2 separate regions of the Sus scrofa genome follow, and region 2 is linked to region 1. Evidence: chromatin contacts called from public Hi-C data. All regions are on one chromosome and are shown on one strand. The core of a region is the stretch at or near the end of the contact, and the rest is flanking DNA. Distances in the headings are between cores, read along the strand shown.

The links. Hi-C and Micro-C count contacts between places; a contact is called where the count stands out from the background.
Region 2: a contact with region 1 is called in a Hi-C map of retroperitoneal adipose tissue, with 2.4 times the contacts expected there. The contact joins the enhancer-like site here to the promoter of UBXN1 in region 1. A contact is called at or near these places in 4 of 5 promoter capture datasets (fetal liver, fetal skeletal muscle and liver), 22 of 47 Hi-C or Micro-C datasets (adipose tissue, alveolar macrophages, blood and 13 more) and 2 of 2 datasets of contacts at active chromatin or transcription factors (alveolar macrophages and skeletal muscle).

What each region holds. Positions count from the first base shown.
Region 1 is chr2:9,068,600-9,074,898 of Sscrofa11.1, forward strand. UBXN1 (UBX domain-containing protein 1) reads left to right here and starts at 3,950. Exons shown (of 9, transcript XR_002341466.1): 1 at 3,950-4,438; 2 at 4,537-4,624; 3 at 4,764-4,817; 4 at 4,908-5,014; 5 at 5,101-5,170; 6 at 5,398-5,589; 7 at 5,682-5,733; 8 at 5,852-6,299.
Region 2 is chr2:9,323,225-9,329,560 of Sscrofa11.1, forward strand. ASRGL1 (isoaspartyl peptidase/L-asparaginase) reads right to left here. Exons shown (of 7, transcript XM_005660800.3): 7 at 5,036-6,310. The coding sequence ends at 6,105. It overlaps LOC106509330 (a long non-coding RNA gene), which reads left to right. Exons shown (of 2, transcript XR_001306766.2): 2 at 397-1,628. Among named protein-coding and RNA genes, the nearest start is that of SCGB1A1, 24 kb to the left of the region's middle. Within about 2 kb of position 3,102, at least 13 of the 83 cell types and tissues checked have an H3K27ac peak or open chromatin away from gene starts, as enhancers often do. A contact at or near this core is called in adipose tissue, retroperitoneal adipose tissue and subcutaneous adipose tissue, where this site is marked.

The sequences.
Region 1 (6,299 bases), core at 2,700-5,199:
TAAGTACCTATATCAGAACAAATTTTTCTCTATGTAATGCCAGTATTTTCTGCTTTCATTCAATACATTATGGACAATGTTCCATGTTGGTAAACAACAACCTCCTTAATTATGTTAAAAGCTGCGTAATTTCCCCGAGGAGGATGCTTCTAAACTGGCAGTAGCCATTCCTCTTTGTTGGAACACTGTAGTTGTCTTCAGCGTTTGCTGTGGACATCCTTATTTGTGTTTGTTTGTTTGTTTGTTTGTTTGTTTTGTCTTTTTGCTATTTCTTTGGGCCGCTCCTGCGGCATATGGAGGTTCCCAGGCTAGGGGTCCAATCCGAACTGTAGCCACTGGCCTACGCCAGAGCTACAGCAACACAGGATCCGAGCCGCGTCTGCAACCTACACCACAGCTCACGGCCACGCCGGATCCTTAACCCACTGAGCAAGGCCAGGGACCGAACCCGCAACCTCATGGTTCCTAGTCGGATTCGTTAACCACTGCGCCATGACGGGAACTCCCTATTTTTTCTTTTTTTCCAGCATACGGAGCCCCAGATCAGGCATCAGATCCCAGCTGCCATTTCAACCTACAAGGCAGCTGTTGGGAACACCGGATCCTTAATCCCCTATGCCTGGCCGAGTGTTGAATCTGTGTCCTGGTGCTCCTGAGGCACCTACTATCCCTTTGAGCCACAGAAAAAACTCCTGAGTTTATTTTTAAATTAACCGGATGTAGAAAAGTCTTTAAGTTGCTCCTTATTGCTCACTTTTACTGCTCTTATAACTTTTTTTTTAATTATAAAAGTAACACTTATACAGGAGTTTTCATTATGGCTCAGTGGTTAACGAATCTGACTAGGAACCATGAGGTTGCCGGTTCGATCCCTGGCCTTGCTCAGTGGGTTAAGGATCCGGCGTGGCCGTGAGCTGTGGTATAGGTTGCAGACGCAGCTCGGATCTGGTGTTTCTGTGGCTCTGGCGTAGGCTGGGGGCTACAGCTCTGATTCGACCTCTAGCCTGGGAACCTCCCTATGCCGCGAGTGCGGCCCTAGACAAGACAAAAAAAAGACAAAAAAAAAAAACACTTATACAAATTGAAATAATAGTAAAGAGGATAAAATGAAATTCCCTTCCTCTTCAAGAGGTAAGTACCTATATCAGAACAAATTTTTCTCTATGTAATGCCAGTATTTTCTGCTTTCATTCAATACATTATGGACAATGTTCCATGTTGGTAAACAACAACCTCCTTAATTATGTTAAAAGCTGCGTAATTTCCCCGAGGAGGATGCTTCTAAACTGGCAGTAGCCATTCCTCTTTGTTGGAACACTGTAGTTGTCTTCAGCGTTTGCTGTGGACATCCTTATTTGTGTTTGTTTGTTTGTTTGTTTGTTTGTTTTGTCTTTTTGCTATTTCTTTGGGCCGCTCCTGCGGCATATGGAGGTTCCCAGGCTAGGGGTCCAATCCGAACTGTAGCCACTGGCCTACGCCAGAGCTACAGCAACACAGGATCCGAGCCGCGTCTGCAACCTACACCACAGCTCAAGGCAACGCTGGATCCTCAACCCACTGAGCAAGGGCAGGGACCGAACCCGCAACCTCATGGTTCCTAGTCGGATTCGTTAACCACTGCACCACGACGGGAACTCCCTTATTTGTGTATTTCTATAGGGTACCCATCTGAAATGAGGTGAGAGAGGCAGTACTATACTATTTAATCATTATTTTATTATTGGCCCTCTGGAATAAACTTAGAATACATTTGTTACCTAGAACACTCATCACATGGCAGTGAATACTTAGTGACTTTTAAATTTAATTCCTAGAGTTCTTTGGTGGCTCAGTGGGTTAAGGATCTGGCGTTGCCAGAGTTCCTGTCCTGGCTCAGTGGGTAATAAGTCTGACTAGCATCCATGAATACGCAGGTTGGATCCCTAGCCTTGCTCAGTGGGTTAGGGATCCTGCGTTGCTGTGGCTGTGGTGTAGGCCAGCAGCTATTTGAACCCCAGCCTGGGAATCTCCATGTGCCATGGGTTCAGCCCTAAAAAGTGTGCGTGTGGGCACGCGTGCGTGCACGCGCACGCACACACACACACACACACAGGATCTGGCATTGTCACTGCTGTGGCACAGGTCGGATTCCTGGCCCTGGAACTTCTGCATGATGTTAAGGGTGCAGCCCCCAAAAGAAAAAAAAAAATTTTTTTGGTGGGGGGGAGTTCCCGTCGTGGCTCAGCGGGAATCCGACTGGGAACCATGAGGTTTTGGGTTCGATCCCTGGCCTTGCTCAGTGGGTTAAGGACCCGGCGTTGCTGTGAGCTGTGGTGTAGGTTGCAGACTCGGCTCAGATCTGGCGTTGCTGTGGCTCTCGCAGCTCTGATTAGACCCCTAGCCTGGGAACCTCCATATGCCGCAGAAGCGGCCCTAGAAAAGGCAAAAAAGACAGAAAAAGGAAAAAAAAAATTGTTTTAATTGACCCTGTATTTCCTCAGCATTTATTCATTTACAAATAATGAGGGCCTACTATCTCATTATTTAAAGATATGTTTTACATGCGTTCTCACTTGATCTCTATCACAAATCATTCCAAAAGATGGTTTCACATTTTCACAGATGAGACGTTTAAGGTTCTAACGGATTTGAAACCATAAGTAAGGCGCTGAGTTGGGATTTCAGCCCAAACTGCCCAACTCCAAAGCTGATGCTCTTTGCTCCACCACAGTGAGGCAGCATAGCATAGCAGTCTCATGAATGCACACTCAGTAGGTCTGAATCCTCGTGCTACTCCTTACTAGCTCTGTGACCTTCAGTAAATGATCTTTCTGTGCCTATTTCCTGTGATCGATAATAGTTTCTATAGCACATGGACTGTTGTGATGACTAAATATACATCAACTATAACAATCTCTGGTGCATATATTATTGATACCAGTAACTTATTATTACTCTGCCTCCTAATAAATATTTAAAGTTACCTTTAACTTAAGGGACCTAACAGCATAGGGGGCGATGGAGGGCTAAGCAGTCAACAAGACTACATAGCAGGGGGCTAAATGTTAATGGAATAAATACTGGAGCTAGGAGGTGGAGAGGGGGTGGTCAAAGCAGGATTCCCTCAGAAAGCAAACCCAGAGTCCAGTCCAAAAGGTGACTGGGGGTTATTTCCTGCCACAGAAGAGGCAGGAAAACCCAGACAGAAGAACTGGTATGTGCAAAAGCCAGGAAGAACTAGAAGGCCTGTTTTGCAATCTGCACTAGGTAACCTCAAGTGATGGGGGATGAACTCAATACTAACTACCAACATTTACACAGTACAGTTTTGTCTGGTGCCTAAGGTTCGTGCTATGGTTATCCTCGCTTTACAAATGGGACATTAACAAACAAACAAACAAACAAACAAAAAATCGGGTAGGAGGTTGCCAGACTACTGGCATTTAAGTTTCCTCCTGGGAGACTGGGGTGTCACAGAGAAGTCTTTTTCTGAGCCGAACTCATGGCATGGCATATAGAGGTTCCCAGGATAGAGGTCAAATAGGAGCTGTAGCTGCCGGTCACAGCCACAGCCACAGCCACGCCAGATCCAAGTCACAACCTACACCACAGCTCACAGCAATGCCAGACCCTAAACCCACCAACGGAACGGCATCTTCATGGATACCAGTCAGGTTCGTTTCCCCGGCTCCACAACAGGAACTTCTCACGGAGAAGTGGGTTTTTTTTGTTTTGTTTTTTGTTTTTGTCTTTTTGCCATTTCTTGGGCCGCTCCTGGGCATATGGAGGTTCCCAGGCTAGGGGTCCAGTCAGAGCTGTAGCCACCACAACCTTGGGATCCGAGCTGCGGCTGCGACCCATACCACAGCTCAGAGCAATGCCGGATCCTTAACCCACTGAGCAAGGCCAGGGATCGAACCTGCAACCTCATGGTTCCTAGTCGGATTCCTTAACCACTGCGCCATGATGGGAACGCCTCATGGAGAAGTCTTAATCAGGGAGGTGATGACAGGATCTAATCAGATATTGTGTTTTGCAAAGATCGCTTTGGCAGTGGGGGCGGAGGATGGCTCAACTCCCCCCAGAGGATGAGCAGGTCAAAGAGCGCATGCATTTCTATGGACATTGCTCTATAACTTTCCAAACGGTTTCGCTAAGGGGTCGTATCGGGAACTGGCTTCATGGGCCCATGGGTTTCAGGGGGGCATCATCCTTCCTCTCCACCACCGCCAAGGCGCCTCGGCTGAGGATGTGGAGCGGTGGCGTCCCCTCCCGTCCGCGACTCCCACGCGCCGCCGGTCGGGGTCCGCTCTGGGCGGGGGCGGCCGGGCCGGGCCCGCGTGGTCTGGCTCTCTGCGGCACCCGTCCACGGCCGCCTCCACGTGACCCAAACAGATTCGGGCACTTCCGCTTCCCCCGGGCTTTCTTCTCGTCAGTGTCCGCGGCCGGGCCGCTGCCGGTGAGTAAGCGAGCCCCGGGCTGGGGCTTTGGAGGCGGGATTGCGCGCCGGCGGGGGGCGCACCACGCCGACCCCCTCCACCCTCCTCGTCCCTCCAGGTCCCCGCGGAAGCGGCGGTGGCGGCGTCATGGCGGAGCTGACGGCTCTGGAGAGTCTCATCGAGATGGGCTTCCCCAGGGGACGCGCGTAAGGGAGCCCCCTAACGCGGGACCGCGGGGGTCGCGGACCTGCCCAGGCCTTTGCCCCAGCCTGGCCTCAGGCTCTCCGCCCCAGCCTGATGAGCGCCATGGCTGGTGGGCGCTATTCACGGTGTTTCTGCCCCCAGGGAGAAGGCTCTGGCCCTCACAGGGAACCAGGGCATCGAGGCTGCGATGGACTGGTGAGAGCTGAGACCGGGTGCAAGGGGCCTGGGGGCGGCTGGGAGGGGCAGTCTCAACGTTATGACCTTCCTCCTGACTTTCCCCGCCAGGTTGATGGAGCACGAAGACGACCCCGATGTGGACGAGCCACTAGCGACCCCCCTTGGACATGTCCTGGGACGGGAACCCACCCCTTCGGAGCAAAGTAGCCCCGAAGGTCCTGACTGAGGGACACAGCGTGATTATTCAGGAGGGCCCGAGAAGGAGGCTGAACGAGTAATAACACTGATTGTTTCTTTGCAGGACCTGGGTCTGCTGCCGGAGAAGGCAAACCCCCGTTGAGTGAAGAGGAAAGACAGGAACAGACTAAGAGGTGTGAGAAACAAGCCCACATTCCTGAGGGTCACCTCCCACTTCTCCCCAGTACACAAGTCTGATCAAAGAACCTCGAACTTTCCGCCTTCCCTCTGTCTTTCTTGGCTTTTTCCTCTTTGAGTCTTCCATCTGTTTTGGGACCGTGTTCGCAGATTTTGTTTTCCTGAGACTGCCGTCATAAACTCCCAGTTTACATTCATTTCTCTTGAACTTGCTGCGCCACAGGATGTTGGAGCTGCTGGCCCAGAAGCAGCGGGAACGTGAAGAGAGAGAGGAGCGGGAGGCCCTGGAACGCGAACGGCAGCGCAGGAGACAAGGGCAGGAGTTGTCAGCTGCCCGACAGCGGCTCCAGGAGGATGAGATGCGCCGGGCTGCTGAGGAGCGGCGGAGGGAAAAGGCTGAAGAGTTAGCGGCCAGGTCTGGGTGCTGGGACTGTTGGCTGAGATGAGGAAGGAATCAGGATTTGTTCTGTCCGTGTCTGACCTGCTTTGTTCCTGTCTGCGTTCCAGACAAAGAGTCCGAGAAAAGATCGAAAGGGACAAAGCAGAGAGAGCCAAGAAGGTAGGTGATTGGGAAGAGCCTGAGGATGATGAAGTAGGTGGGTCAGGAAGCTTTTCTGGCTTCAGAGGAGGAAAGGGTGGCCTTGGTGCCTGATTGTTTTATCTCCTTTGTCCTCCAGTATGGGGGTAGTGTGGGTTCTCAGCCACCCCCACCTACGACAGAGCCAGGTCCTGTTCCCGCCTCTCCCAGCCAGGAGCCTCCCACGAAGCGGGAGTATGACCAGTGTCGCATCCAGGTACTGATTCTGATTCCTGTCATGCTCCTGGGACCCCTTCGTTGGTTTCTAAGGGACCCAACTCAGCCCGGAGCTTTTTTCAGTTATGTTCCCCTTTGCCAAACCTCTCCCTTTTTTGTAAATGACTTTTGCAATCCTATCTCCTCTGCTCTTAGGAACGGTATCAAATTTCACTCGCCCCAGTCTTATTTAAATCCATACCCGTCTCTTATTCAGCAGTTTACCTTTTTATTTGTTCATAATGTTTTCATTTGGTTTATTATACAGCTGTTTGCATGCTGTGGGATCTGTCCAGGTATATGGTATAATCTTGTCCTTGTTTTCCATAAAC
Region 2 (6,336 bases), core at 1,852-4,351, 250 kb after region 1:
AGGACAGGGTGGGGAAGGGCCTGGGGGGAGCGGCGGAGTGTTTAGTCATGAGGCATGCAGGGCGTGATATCTGTGCAAGAGCCGGAGATAAGATGAGCAGAGATGACCAGGGAGATTGGGGAAGCACGAGGCAGGAAGGCCGGATGGATCCGGGGTGAGGTCACCGGGGAGGCAGGGGTGAGTGGGCCCAGAGGAAGGGCCACATCAGACGCGGGACGGAGGGATGGAGCCCTCGCCTTGGCCTTTCTGACTTCTTCAAAGATTGAAATACTTGGTGTCTGAACAGAACACAGGGAGGGAGAGTTCAGGAGGTCAGAGCCCCAGGGATCTGGCAGCAGAGGGCGGTGGAATGTTCTCGAAGGCAAGAGAACCCCAGCCTTTGTTCTCATCCCCCAGAAAATATTCCTGGATTTGGTGTGAGATTGGCATGCACGTGTGCCAATTTGTAAATACTTCTGCAAAATGCCCTTCGCCCGAGAGGCACTTGGCGTTGCTCCTGCCTGGTGTGTGGTCGGCGGGCCTGGGGAAAGGCTGAAGGTGAGCGGAGCCAGGAAGCCACCTGGGACGAGGCAGCCGGAGGAGGCTCTGCGCAGGAAGGGCGGTGGCCCACAGGCCTTTCCTGGAGGCTACGCGGGGCACCCGCTCCCCATCTGCTCGTGACTCCCCGAGTCACGCTTTGCCAAATTTCTGGGTGGGGCCTCGTGCTCTGGCACTTCCCTCTCCAAACCTTGCACCCAGGCCTGCTCCCACGGCTGGCACTGCTGCAGGTGGGGCCCCTGTGCTTGAGATGGAGGCGCCTGTGACAGATGCTCACCCAATGCTCATGTTGTCCCAGGCAGCCTGGCAGCCAGGCTGGGCACTGGGCCCTAACCATCCAACAAGTCAGAGCTGTTCAAAACGGGGCAGAGACCACGGGGCACAACCACCATCCAGGCAGGGGGCAGGATGGGGAGAAACCTGCTGTTGGTGATGTGTTTTGAGAAAACTGGAGAAATTTGAATGTTGGCTATTATGAAAGGTGAACATTTATTGACATGGAAAAGCGGATTATTAACTGAAAAAGCATTTAAAAAAGGATGTGTGCACTGAACTCATTTTGGAGAAAATACCGATGGGCATTAATAGTGATATGGACTGGGTGCTGGGACATTTTTTTCCCCTTATTTTTGTGGATCTGTGTTTTCTCACACTTAAAAAAAATTTCTTTGTCAACGTTTTCCAGCATCTACAATGCACATACACCCCTTGTATTAAAAGCGTCTTTTTAATTAAAGTATGTTTAGTAAAAATCGCTACCCTGCAAGATAGCAACCCTGGGGCTGCCTGAGTCATGAACGGAGCCAAGGTCAAAGAGGATGGAAGAACCAGCCTCTCTGAGCCTTTGCTCCCAGCCTCGGCTTAGAACCTGAACCCCATCCGAGTTTGGTCCAGGATCCAGGAAGTTCTGATAACTGCAGAGTCAAAAACAGAGTTGACTCTGAGACGATGAGTGATTAATATATATATTAAAAAAAAAAAGAATCCCAGCCCGGGGGTTCTCTCCCGATCCAGCCCAGGCATGGTCCAAACCTCTCCGTGTATGAAAAAGTCTAACTCCATTTTAATAGTGGGTTGGGTGAAAAAAAAAAGCAGAATTTGAAAGATAAAGTTGTTAAACATGATTTTTTTTTTTTTTTTTCCTGCTTCTCACCTGGAGGGCCTGTGGGACCATCCAGACCTACATTGGAGCCCAAAGTGATAAGGACACTGAGAGACAGAGGATTTGGGATCAGAGAGGCTGAGATAAACCACATTTACTGCCCTGGGAAACCCGTTTCTCTGGGCCTTATTTCCTCTTTCAGGAGGGCGGAGAGGTTGCCGGGCCTCCCCTGGCATGTGGGCCTCTCACGAGAGACCAGCTGTTTGATGGTGGCTCAACCCTTCCGGGTCCTGCATGGTGGGCGGCCGAGATAGACGGTGGCCTGCCCATTTAATGGCATCCCATGGATGGAACCACTGCTGGGCCCCTGTACCACCCCCGGCCAGGCCTCTCCTGGCACCATTCCTTGACCTGGTTTTGCTTCTGTCCTTCAGCCCAGCCCCATTCCTTCCTGGGTCGCTCCTACACAGGGCTCTCTCCTCCGTGGGAGCGTTGCGGTGACAGGTCCCTGCTCCCCTGAGCTGCCTCCCCGATGCAGTGGGAGGGAGAAGGCAGAAGGTGGAGCAGGAAGGACAGTGTCCCCCCCCGGCAATTTTCCCATGCCATCCACTTCAGGAGAGGGCCACACAGCCCGTTCTGTCCTCAGGCTCTATAATCTAGCGAGGAACACATCTAGAAAGGATGCTATTTGGAAAAAATGTTTATCGTCCAACAGCTGCAAGGTTAAGGCCTTTCTTTCCCAGGACTGTTCCTTCCAGCTCAGCAGGTGAGCAGACACCTGCTCAGCTCCGGGCCACCAACTTGCTCATCATCCCACTGTTTCGGCCAGTTTAGGGCAAAGCTGATCTAGTTCTCTTCCTGGCTGGAAGGTGTGGCCAGGGGGCAGATCTGGGGCTGCCTGGCTGTGCTTGCCTTGGGCCCCGACACCTGCCAGCAGGTGCAGAGCAGGTGGCGCTGTTTTTATTTTCTGTTTATTTTTGTCTTTCTGGGGCTGCACTCATGGCATAGGGAGGTTCCCAGGCTATGGGCTGAACTGGAGCTGTAGCTGCTGGCCTACACCAGAGCCACAGCAATGTGGGATCTGAGCTGCATCTGCGACCTACACCACAGCTCACGGCAACGCCGGATCCTTGATCCGCTGAGCAAGGCCAGGGATTGAACCTGTGTCCTTATGGATACTAGTCAGATTCGTTTCTGCTGAGCCACGACGGGAAGGAATTCCATGCACTGTTTTTAAAAGTCAGCGATGGGGCTGATTATGATGGGTTCTTGGAGGAATTTGTATTTGTTTTTCTGGACATCTGTTCTCTAAAACTGATCGTATTATTTAGATGAAAATTAAAGTCAAGAACAGGAAGCCTCTTGTGGTTCCAAAATTTCTGAGTAGATTGTTTTGAGCCGGAGTCCGCTGGACTTTGTGTGCTCTGCTGCCCTCTTGTGGCACAGAAGTGACAGAAGACTCCTTCAGATCCCGTCTTACTCCTTTATCTGCTGGGCAGTTAGGGAGCCGCCTCTGGACGGCGTGTGGGGTAAGAGGGGCCCATACGTGGTCTCCACGTTCGGGAATCCGGGCTAGTGGAGGTGGTCGTTCAGGGAACCCAGGTCCTTAGCTGGCGCACAGGGGCTGGGGGACCTTCCTTAACCAGGGGGCAGGTGGCCGAGCTGGGCTGAGCTTCCAGTGGCCTCTGGTGACCAGAACCACTTCCCTTGTGAATAAAACGATAATCTCAAAATCAGGCCTCGCCCCCTCATTCTTCCTTCTTCCTTATCTCCTCGGTAACGGATACTTCTCCAAAGGTCTCTCCCTTTCCAACCCCTATTTTTTTTTTTTTTGATCTCTTTCTAGAGCTACATCCTTGGCACATGGAGGTCCCCAGGCTAGAGGTCTAATCAGAGCTGTGGCCGGCGGCCTATGCCACAGCCACAGCAATGCCAGATCTGAGCCAAGTCTGTGATCTACAGACTTGCCACAGCTCACAGCAACACTGGATCCTTAACTCACTGAGGAAGGCCAGGGATCGAGCCTGCAACCTCATGGTTCCTAGTTGGATTCGTTAACCACTGAGCCACGACAGGAACTCCTCCAACCTCTATTTTAATTCAATGAATTTTTATTATATTCACAGTTGTATAAGCATCGCCACAACCCAATTTTAGAATCTCTCCATCCTGAACCCTCAGTCCATTCCTCCCTGCCCCCCAAAACCAACCCCTAATGTAGTTCTGCTTCACTTCCTGTTGGGGCTGAATGTGTGCCCCCAGAACCTCCATTTCTTTTCCTTTTTTTTGCTTTTTAGGGCCACACCCGCAGCATATGGGGGTTCCCAGGCTAGGGGTCGAATCAGAGCTGCTGCTCCTGGCCTATTTCACAGCCACAGCAACGCCAGGTCCCCAACCCACAGATCGAAGCCAGGGATTGAACCGGCATCCTCATGGATAATAGTTTGATTCATTTTCTCTGTGTCACAATGGGAACTCCAAGAACCCCCATGTTGAAGCCCCAACCCCCAGGTATTTGGAGACAGGGCCTCTGAAGAGAAGCTGGCATGAAAAGGGAGTGGTTAGGTGGCCTTGATTCCGGCTGACTGGTGTCCTTAGGAGGAAACTGAGCCACAGACACACATACAGAAAAGGCATGAGGCCGCAGAAGGCAGCCATGTGGCGGCCAAGGAACGCGGCCCGGGAGCCACCCCACGGACACCTGGACCTGGGACTGCCGGCCTCCAGAACCGTGAGCAGTGAAGCGTCTGGCGTGTACGCCACTGCCGGTGCTACTTTGCTGCTGGCAGCCCCAGCAAGTGACCCCATCTGCCAACACGGTCCTCATTTCCAAGGATGGTTGTTGCATCTGAAGCTTTCAAGGACCCAACCGCAGAACCTCCTTCTGGGCCTGGCCGCGCGTTCTCCGTGGTCCAGAGACTACAAAGATGAACAGCGGGCCGTCGTCCTTTATTTTCATTTTCTCTCCAGGGTGATCTGTTTTTAGATGACAAGGTTCTCCGATGTTAACCTGCCCAGGGTCCCCCAGGCCGTGGGGAGAGGCAGGACTCAAACTCCGTTCTGCCTCCAAGGGGCATCTCTTTCTCCTGGGCTCAGGGCAGCCGGGGAGGTCCCGGGACGGGGGCTCGGACTGGGCCGCCGTCATGGCGAGAAGTCCGGTCTGTCCGCCCCGCTGCTTCTCGAAATGCTGGTTTGCCTTCTGCCTTCACACATCCAGAAAAACACTCGCTTCTTCTGCAAACTCTCACATGTACGCCCTGAGGCAGGACGTCAGCTCACATCCGCGCTCTGCCCTCGGGCTGCGAGGCCTCTCTGACAAGCCCCCGTCTGGACGGACAGACGCAGGCAGCTCGCGTACATTCTGGGCTCTGTCAACAGCGACTCCTACCCACACTGTTATTCTTTCAAAATACATTTTATTAGTGGCACATGGAATTTAAAGGGAAGCAGTTTCTTTCCAGAGAGAAGGTGAACCCTGACAGACTGAAAAACTGGGCGGCTATGTTACAGCAAGAAATACCATTTCCAGTGTAAAGAGACGTGAACAGGGAGTGACTTTGCTCACCACGCCGAGCACGCGTACACACCGGCTGAGCTGGGGGAACCCACAGCACCGGACTGTCCCGGACGGTGTGACGCCAGGGTCCTCTCGGCGGTGACTGGCCCTTCCTGGTGCAGGTCCCGAGCCCCATCGCTCACTAGGAGGACCCCGAGGGTCTGGGAGGCGGGGCTGGGCCTGATGAGCCGTGCGGGCAGGTGGGAACCTCGACGTGAGCGGGCTGGTGTGTGAGCCCAAGACCCTCGGGCCTGAAGGGGCTCCGGAGCGTCCATGAAGACTGTTCCTTGGCAGAATAGAGCCTTATTAACAGCCATCTATGTTAATAAGTCAGAGAAGACGTGCCCGTTCTTAGAAAAATCAGTTCATCTCTCAGAGAGTCTTTCACCCAGTGCTCTCCTGACTCAGAATGCGTCCGCAACCTTCCGAGGTCTGCCCGGCTTCTCCCCTTCGCTGCCTCCCCTGGGCCTTCCCTCCCATCTCGCCCCTGCACTGGGTCTTGCCCGGGGTACTGCTGTCCTCTGCCCGCCACCCCCCAACCTTCAAGCCTACAGCCTCTGTCCCTGCGGTGGGTCCCCCAACTCCAAAAGCACTCCCTGCACCACGGCTGTTTCTGTCGTGTCAGGATCACCTGTTTTTCCTCTTTATTAACCTCAGGCAATGGGGACCAGTCACGAGAAAGGCTCAGTGGACTTTGTCATTTTCACTAGTCTTATTTTGATCTTAAAATGGACATTTCTTGTATCCTTTTGGGATCCACCCCCAACCAAACACTGATCAAGGCAACAAAACGAGTGACAGACGGCAGAATTTTTCCATTTCTAGATCTAATTGATTAGGCTAAGTCTCCACACCAGGAACCTGCTTTACGACCAAGCTGGCATCGAGAATACCGTCGTCCCAGGCTTATTAGGGCAGGTCAGTGACGCTGGTGTCGCTGAGATCAATTCCAGAGTGCAGCTTGCCGTCCTTTGCGGCTGCCCAGGGCATGGAGGCCGAGGTCCACTTTACTGCCCAGTCTCCCGCTTTGTTGACCACGATGACACCCCCCACACCCTTGACCTTTGACTTCATATAACCCAACGACGCCTCAGCAGCCTCTTCTAATGTCTTCCCTGCAAACAAGGAGAGGTTGGGAAAC